Regions from separate parts of the Macaca fascicularis genome. Here region 1 is linked to region 2. A link is a contact called in public Hi-C data. All regions are on one chromosome and are shown on one strand. The core of a region is the stretch at or near the end of the contact, and the rest is flanking DNA. Distances in the headings are between cores, read along the strand shown. Region 1 has its middle 47 kb from the start of IL20RB. Region 2 holds the start of STAG1 (STAG1 cohesin complex component).

What was found. A called contact is a pair of places that touch in the nucleus more often than the background predicts.
Region 1: a Hi-C map of liver shows a contact between it and region 2, with 5 times the contacts expected there. The contact joins the enhancer-like site here to the promoter of STAG1 in region 2. A contact is called at or near these places in 2 of 2 Hi-C or Micro-C datasets (liver and skeletal muscle).

Annotation. Positions count from the first base shown.
Region 1 is chr2:39,866,728-39,870,218 of T2T-MFA8v1.1, forward strand. No RefSeq gene overlaps it. Among named protein-coding and RNA genes, the nearest start is that of IL20RB, 47 kb to the left of the region's middle. Within about 2 kb of position 1,819, at least 2 of the 6 cell types and tissues checked have an H3K27ac peak or open chromatin away from gene starts, as enhancers often do.
Region 2 is chr2:39,601,758-39,605,421 of T2T-MFA8v1.1, forward strand. It overlaps STAG1 (STAG1 cohesin complex component), which reads right to left and starts at 1,596. Exons shown (of 33, transcript XM_074031099.1): 1 at 1,413-1,596.

The DNA of each region.
Region 1 (3,491 bases), core at 569-3,068, 270 kb after region 2:
GAATGAGTATCTGGGAGCGGCCTACAGCAGCTTCTGCTGTTTCAGTGAAGACTGTCTCTTGCAGCCCAACGCAGTAGAGTCCACTGAGCCCCCAGAATCAAGCCCAGCTTTCTTAGTCCTGCCTTTAGGGTGCAACTGCCAGGGTCCAGTGAATAAAATCCCTGCTCCATGAGGCTTACACTCCAATGGGGTAAGGGAGAAATAACAACACAATAACAAAGTATTATTATTAAGTGAATTATTTAGTATATTGGGAGTTTGTAAGTCACGATAAAATGAAAAGGTAGAGCAGGAAGCAGGGGCTGGGGGCAGGTTGCAGCCTCTTCAAAATGAAAGTGGATGGAAACAATGGACCCAGAAGTACCTGTCAGATAAGTCCCTGCATAGTCACATGGTGTGAGATATTATGAGAGATTCTAGAACAAAGTAATTTGGCAACAAATACTTAGGTGTATGTAGTCTAAAACAAAAACTTTATTCAGTATCTATACTGTTTGTATTGATAGCGTATTTTTTGCAACTATTATCAGATAAAGCAAGTAAATAATATATATTTTGCATATTTTGATAAGAATCTAGACTTCAGGATTAGTCACAAGGAAGGCTATTGTAGGTTTCAAATTTGACTAAGAACAGGGTACTGTTGGTACTGAATCAAACATATTAATATGAAGTCATGTCTTTACAAAACATTACATTAAAAATATTTTGACTTTTTTCCACTGAAACGGCCCAGGAGAAATGTCACCTCCGCAATGCATCTTAATGCTGATTTTGGTTTCTAGTGTTAGTTTTCTCCCAAAGGAGCCAAAGTTTCTTGGAGCAGTAGTGGATGCCATCTCAGTTTGGAGTTGAAAGGTACAAGGTAATCCTAGAACGCCTACACCTTTTTGGGACAGAAAGCAAAGCGTTAAATAAGGGTCATTCAAAATTACAAAAGGAACAATCTATACAGGGCTCCTCCTGGCCAAAGTTGGGACAATACAAGCACCAGAAGGAGAATATTGGCTGGCACAATCGATACCATATATTTGAAAAGTCATCAGTCCATGACACCCAAGAAGAGCAAAGCTACCATAATTCTCAGAGAAGATGAATCTAATAGAATGCATTTCTACTTGTTATTCAATCGTGTTGGGCTTATCGACTCGTTTATTGTGTCAATGAAGAATACCAGTAAATGCAAATCCATCAGTCAGAGGGCATTTTTTCTCCTCTAAAGGCTCCTCTCTGCCCCTTAACGTCCAGTCTTTCCCAGCTTGGCTCTCCCTGTCCTTTCAAGGGGTTCGGTGGAAAAGTCTTTTAAGTTCCCTTCACAGAAGGATTGCAGACTCTGCCGGTCTAGTCTCTGGGCCAACCCTCCCCGTCTCTTTAATAAAGATGTTTTTTATTATTTTCCGTGTGCAGTATATTATCCTTAGGCTAGAGTACCTTTCCGGGCGTGCAGACCTCTTGGTTTCCTTTGAATCTGGAGGACTTGATCCCATCGCCAGCTTCCGGAGCTCACCAGGAGGGGAAGATCCCATTACATCCACGGGCGTCTGGCGCCACCTTGTGGTCAGTGCTGAAATTTTTTTCTCTTCCCTCTCGCAATGAAGCTCGCTGGGCTTCCTGGATGAAGAAAGGAAAGCTCAGGCCGGTTTCCCAGAATAATAACTCAGTTACACAGTTTCCACGGGCTTGGTCCTTCACAAACCTCCACTGTCACTGGTGGAGTTAGAATTTAGCAGCCACCCTCTCCTCGCTCTGTGTATCTGTCCCGAGCTCATGGTTTGGGGCTTCACGCTATACAAGACTCTCCCTCCTTGCTGGGACCTTGGCCTCTCTTCTCTCTCCGGTCTGTTGATCTTTCCTCCACGCTACCATTCCCTATCTCTCGGAAATAGACTTTTTTGGATGTCTGTTTTCCTTCTGTGTGTCCTATTTCTAGGATCCCTTTACTAGACGGACTTTCCAGGAGTGTTCCTCAACCCCCGCACAGAGCAGTAGGGAGGAGCCTGCTGCTGCTTGCTCATGTTAAACCAGCGTGCTGCCCAGCCTGCCAAGTTTGGAACTGGAACACTAGAGGTGGCCCCAAATTACAGCTTTCTCTTGTGGCTCCTGGGACTCCCAGTTTCTTCAGCAACAACAACAAAACCTGGAAAAACGTATCCTTGCCAGAGGTGGGAGAATGAGGCTCACAAAAGGAAAACACGGACCTTTCTTGTCTCCCCCAGTGAGAGATTGCAAGACCAGGTTGTAAAACTCCATTAAGGACCTTAGAGGAAGAATTGAGCAAGGAGCCTTCTCAGGTGCCTGCAAACATCTCCAAGAGCAAAAGTATAAATCCTCATATTGTGGAGGAGATACATGTTCCTGGTTCCTTCACTGGACCTCATTGAGAAAATTAAACAAACAAACAACAACAACAACAACACTACGTTAAAAAACAAAAAACAAAAACAAACAAAAAACCCTGGCGGCAGGGTGCGGTGGCTCACGCCTGTAATCCTGGCACTTTGGGAGGCCGAGGCGGGCGGATCACCTTAGGTTAGGAGTTCGAGACCAGCCTAACATGGAAACCCCATCTCTACTAAAAATACAGAAATCAGCTGGACATAGTGGCGGGCGCCTGTAACCCCAGCTACTCGGGAGGCTGCGGCAGGAGAATCTCTTGAACCCCGGAGGCGTAGGTTGCAGTGAGCTGAGATCCCAGCATTGCACTCCAGCCTGGGCAACAGAGCAAGACTCCCTCTCAAACAAACAGAAAACCAACCCTGGCTTTTGGAGAAATGAGTGCCTGAACAAACCTCAGTAACTTCTAAATTTTGTGTCTGTACTTAAAACAGCTCCTCTAGGAAGTGGCCACATGCCTCCAAATTTCCTGGAGATGCCAGCCAGTCTTCTATGAAATTGCCTTAGTATAAGATTAGGTCTACAAAACATCATCTTGAGTTTCTGGCCCTAGGAGATTACAGCCCAGAAAGTAGGCGCCTCGGATGTCATCCCACCTGCATTAATCACAAGGCAAGCTTCCCCAGGTGAAATCATTTCATTGACATTAACTGCTCACTGTCTCACTTGAACTTTTTTTCTTTTTTTTGAGATGGAGTCTTGCTCTGTCGCCCAGGCTGGAGTGCAGTGGTGCGATCTTGGCTCACCGCAACCTCTGCTTCCCGGCTTCAAGCGATTCTCCTGTCTCAGACTCCTAAGTAGCTGGGATTACAGGCACCTGGCACTATTCCCAGCTAATTTTTGTATTTTTAGTAGAGACTGAGTTTTACCATGTTGGCCAGGCTGGTCTTGAATTCCAGACCTCAGGTGATCTGCCCGCTTCAGCCTCCCAAAGTGCTGGGAGTACAGGCACGAGCCACTGCGCCCTGTCTTACTTGAACTTTTGAGTCTTGCAGTTGGAAATAGATCAAAATGGAATGGATTTCCCCTTTTCTTGGCCTCACCCCAGATCAGGCCTAGATTATGGAGGGCCAGTGAGTTGGAACACTTACTGTGTG
Region 2 (3,664 bases), core at 346-2,845:
TCAAAAGCAAGGAAATAACATTTCTGCTTCTTTCCATTCCATATTTCCCTGCTTGGTTAAAATGTTTTAGTCTGAATTCTTCATACATTATGAATATAACAACAAGGTACATTATATCACCCTACAATAAACAAGTTATTTTTATTTTCACTGTTCTGTATATTTCCGTAAATGCTCCACCATCAGAACGTGCAATTTTCTTAAAGCACAAGGAAAACTAAAATGTAGAGTCACATTCAAATTCCACATAAGTTACAAATCACACAACTCTGTGCCAATTCAGATATTTCCCGTGTATTTTTGCAAAGATGCAAAATAGTCTTTCTAGTCAGAACCACGAGAAAAAAACTCTATCCATCTTAACACCAACTTTAACAGCAAATAATTTTTTTTTAATCATAAATTGCATTGCTTTTTGTAAGTGTACGAAACCATCCCATGACTTATACGCCCGGAGCACGATTCCCTGCAATGTGAAGAGAATCGATAACATTTCAAATATGGGTAGATGGGGGTGATGTGACAATCCTAAAACCTGAAAATTTCTTAGTACCCATACCACACAAGAAGCACCCAGTTCGGACCCTGCAAACGAGGCTCAGGTCCAACTCTAAGCACTCTAGTTTCCCACCCCGCCCCCACCTCGAGAAAGGAGGGAAAACAACTTTTATTGGCCTCGTCTCTCAGGGGACTGGCAAACTAGCGGGGTAGTGCTTGGGCCTGGACACGTTTCACAAGGAGGCCCCCGTCGGGGGCTGAGAGGGCAGATAGCTGGAAAGCCCAGCATGGACACCCCATCTCCCCCAGCCAACACCCCCCTGCCCCACCCCGCCAACAAGAAGCCTGGGCCAGCCGACCCGCCGAGCGACCCCCAGGCCCCTCCGCTGAGACGAACTCGTTGTCATGTGACGCCGCCGCCGCTAAAACACCGCAGAAACGCAGGTCGGCGGGCGGCGGAAGGCATTCGCGCCAGCCCGCCTCGGCCCGGCCCCGCTGGGCGCGGGCGAGTCCCGAGAGCCCGGGCGAGGGGGGGGGCGGAGGGCGGGCTTGGCGGCGGGCCCAAGCGCGCCACAAAGGCTTCCGCGCCTGTCGCCGTAGTGCCCGGGCGGGCGGGGGCAAAATTTTCGGTGCCCGCGGAAGGGGTAGCAAGCGACGAAGACGCCGGGGTGCCCGCCGCGCCCACAGACGCCTCTCCGGGCACTCGGACGGCCCACGACCGCCGCACCCCGCACAGGCCCGCGCGGCCTCCCTCCCCCGCACGGGGCCCGCGCCCAGCCCGCCCGCTCCCCGCTCGCGCTCTCTCGCTCTCGCCCGGCCTCCATCTTGGATCGGCGCTTCCAGCCCCCGCGCCGCTGCCGCCGCATTCCCCCTCTTTCCCGCCCCCCGCCGCCGTCGCCGCCGCCCGCACTCACCTCAGCTGCCCATCCGGGCGCCGCCGGCCGTCGACCTAGTTTCCCCCCAAAAGTCTCCGGTGTGTTATTCCCGATGTGGGGGGGTTGTTACGGGGTGGTCGCCGGGGGTTCGGGAGCGGGGGCCGCGCCTTCAACGGAGCTGCAATCCTAACCCGCCATCTGGTGGCATTTTCCACACGCCAATGGCGCCGCTGCAGACTTGGGTCCGGACCGCCCTCTGCTGGCCGCAGTGCTCACTGCCTTGCTGACGGGACGGGCCTGCCCGGAAAGGGGAGGGAGCTGAGGCGCGAGCTAGGGGCCGCGGCAGGAGCGCGCGCAAACGCTTTCCTGTGGGGATTGCGCGCACGCGCACCAGCGGGGCGGGAAACGTGGCCGCTGCGTGGCGGCCCCGCCCCCATACGGAGCGGTCGCGCAGTTCAGCCAATCGCGAGCGGCGTAGGCTTCTGGATAAGGGCGCTGTGGACTGTTCTTGGGCCGCCCGAGGCGGGCGGAAGAACGGCCACGGTGGCGCCTGCGCGTCCGGCTCTCCGAGTTGCCGCCCGCCATTTTTGGAGCTTCTTGGAGACCTAGGCAGGAACCCACCCCGGGTTCCTTCACCGAGACTCCTCCCTAGGTCTCAGGGCCGGCGCTTTCCTCTGTCCCCGCCCGGCTCCTGCTGCCCCCACCCACAGCTCTCGAGACGCCCTGCGGAAACCCGAGGGTGAGGCAGCTCAGATCTCTGCTCCCACTTGGATTTAACAAGGGCCTCAGAGCTTAGCATTATATTTGCGATTTACAGTTGACAAGCGCTTTCACCAGGCGAGGGTGAAAAGGTTTCAAAGGAACTGTTGGGGACTTCCCTCGCCATTAATCTAGACGAAACACTGCCCGCCCCAGGCCGATTGGCGTCATCCTGCCTCTGTAAAGCACATCCTCTCCGTGGTGCTGGCTTTGCATAAGGCGGCAGCATTGGCTAGTTTGTGAGAAGAGAATATAACTAGACTGAGAAAATAGACTCAGCTGTGAAATTGGATTTCTCCTTCCGCAACCTAGGACTACTTTCAGTAGCTCTGAGATAAACATGAGAATCTTAGCCTTCTAGATGCCAAAAGAGAAATAATCACTAAGGTGAAATAATTAACTATTTATGTTGAACGTCACCTCTTCCCTGATCTCCACCTGCCCCTCTATGGTTATGGATCCCTACCTTTCACCTGCTTACAACTTTTTACCACAAAAGTGAATCCTTACTCTACTGGATCATTAGCCCCATATCTGACTAACTGCTCTATCGCTATAGCCAACTCTATCTCAGTATAGAATCCCTCAACTACTTTATAGTCTTCAGGGCCTATCTCCAATAGGTTACCCCTATTTGCGGTTTCTCTCTCAAGGGTTTGCAAGATGTGTGGCTTTTCACTGCAGGAAGTCATAACTGTCCAGATTGGATATGAATTCGTGACTGGACTCCTCCTTATAATTTTCTTGGGTTTTTTTCTAATCTCTGGCTGATTTCCTATCCTATTTTCCACAAAGACTGTTTCAAGCTTTCCATGTTATTAAAGATGCCAGTCCCAGCCCATACTAATAGATAAATTCATCTAGTTTCCTGGGCTCAAAGCTATGGGACTCCAATTCCGATTTGACATTCCCTCCATAATAAAATATCTGTGACCACCTCCTGTTCGTGATCTCAAAATGTCTAACCAAATTAACCCAGAACCCTTTTCCTTCTCTCCAAAGCCACCCCCTCTGCCTGAAACTATGCCATCCCTTCCCACCTCCTCCTTCAACCACTACTTTCCTAGCGCCTTATATCGTAAGTATCTTCGTATCCACTGTCGTCTTCCTTTCTGTTTCTCAGAAGTTTCTGTTGTCTTGGCAGGGTGCGGTGGCTCACGCCTGTAATCCCAGCACTTTGTGAGGCCGAGGCGGGCAGATAACATGAGGTCAGGAGTTTGAGACCACCCTGGCCAACATGGTGAAACCCTGTCTCTACTAAAAATACAAAAATTAGCCAGGCGTGGTGGTGTGCTCCTGTAATGCCAGCTACTCGGGAGGCTGAGGCAGGAGAATCTCTCGAACCCGGGAGGTGGAGGTTGCAGTGAGCCGAGATCACACCACTGCACTCCAGCCTGGGCGACAAGAGTGAGACTCCGTATCAAAAAAAAAAAAATTTTTTTTTTTTTTAAATTCAGTGATGTTACTCCCTTCGGTTGCTATACTATCAGCCTTCCTTTCATTGACACATTTCTCAAAAGAAACAGTTACGG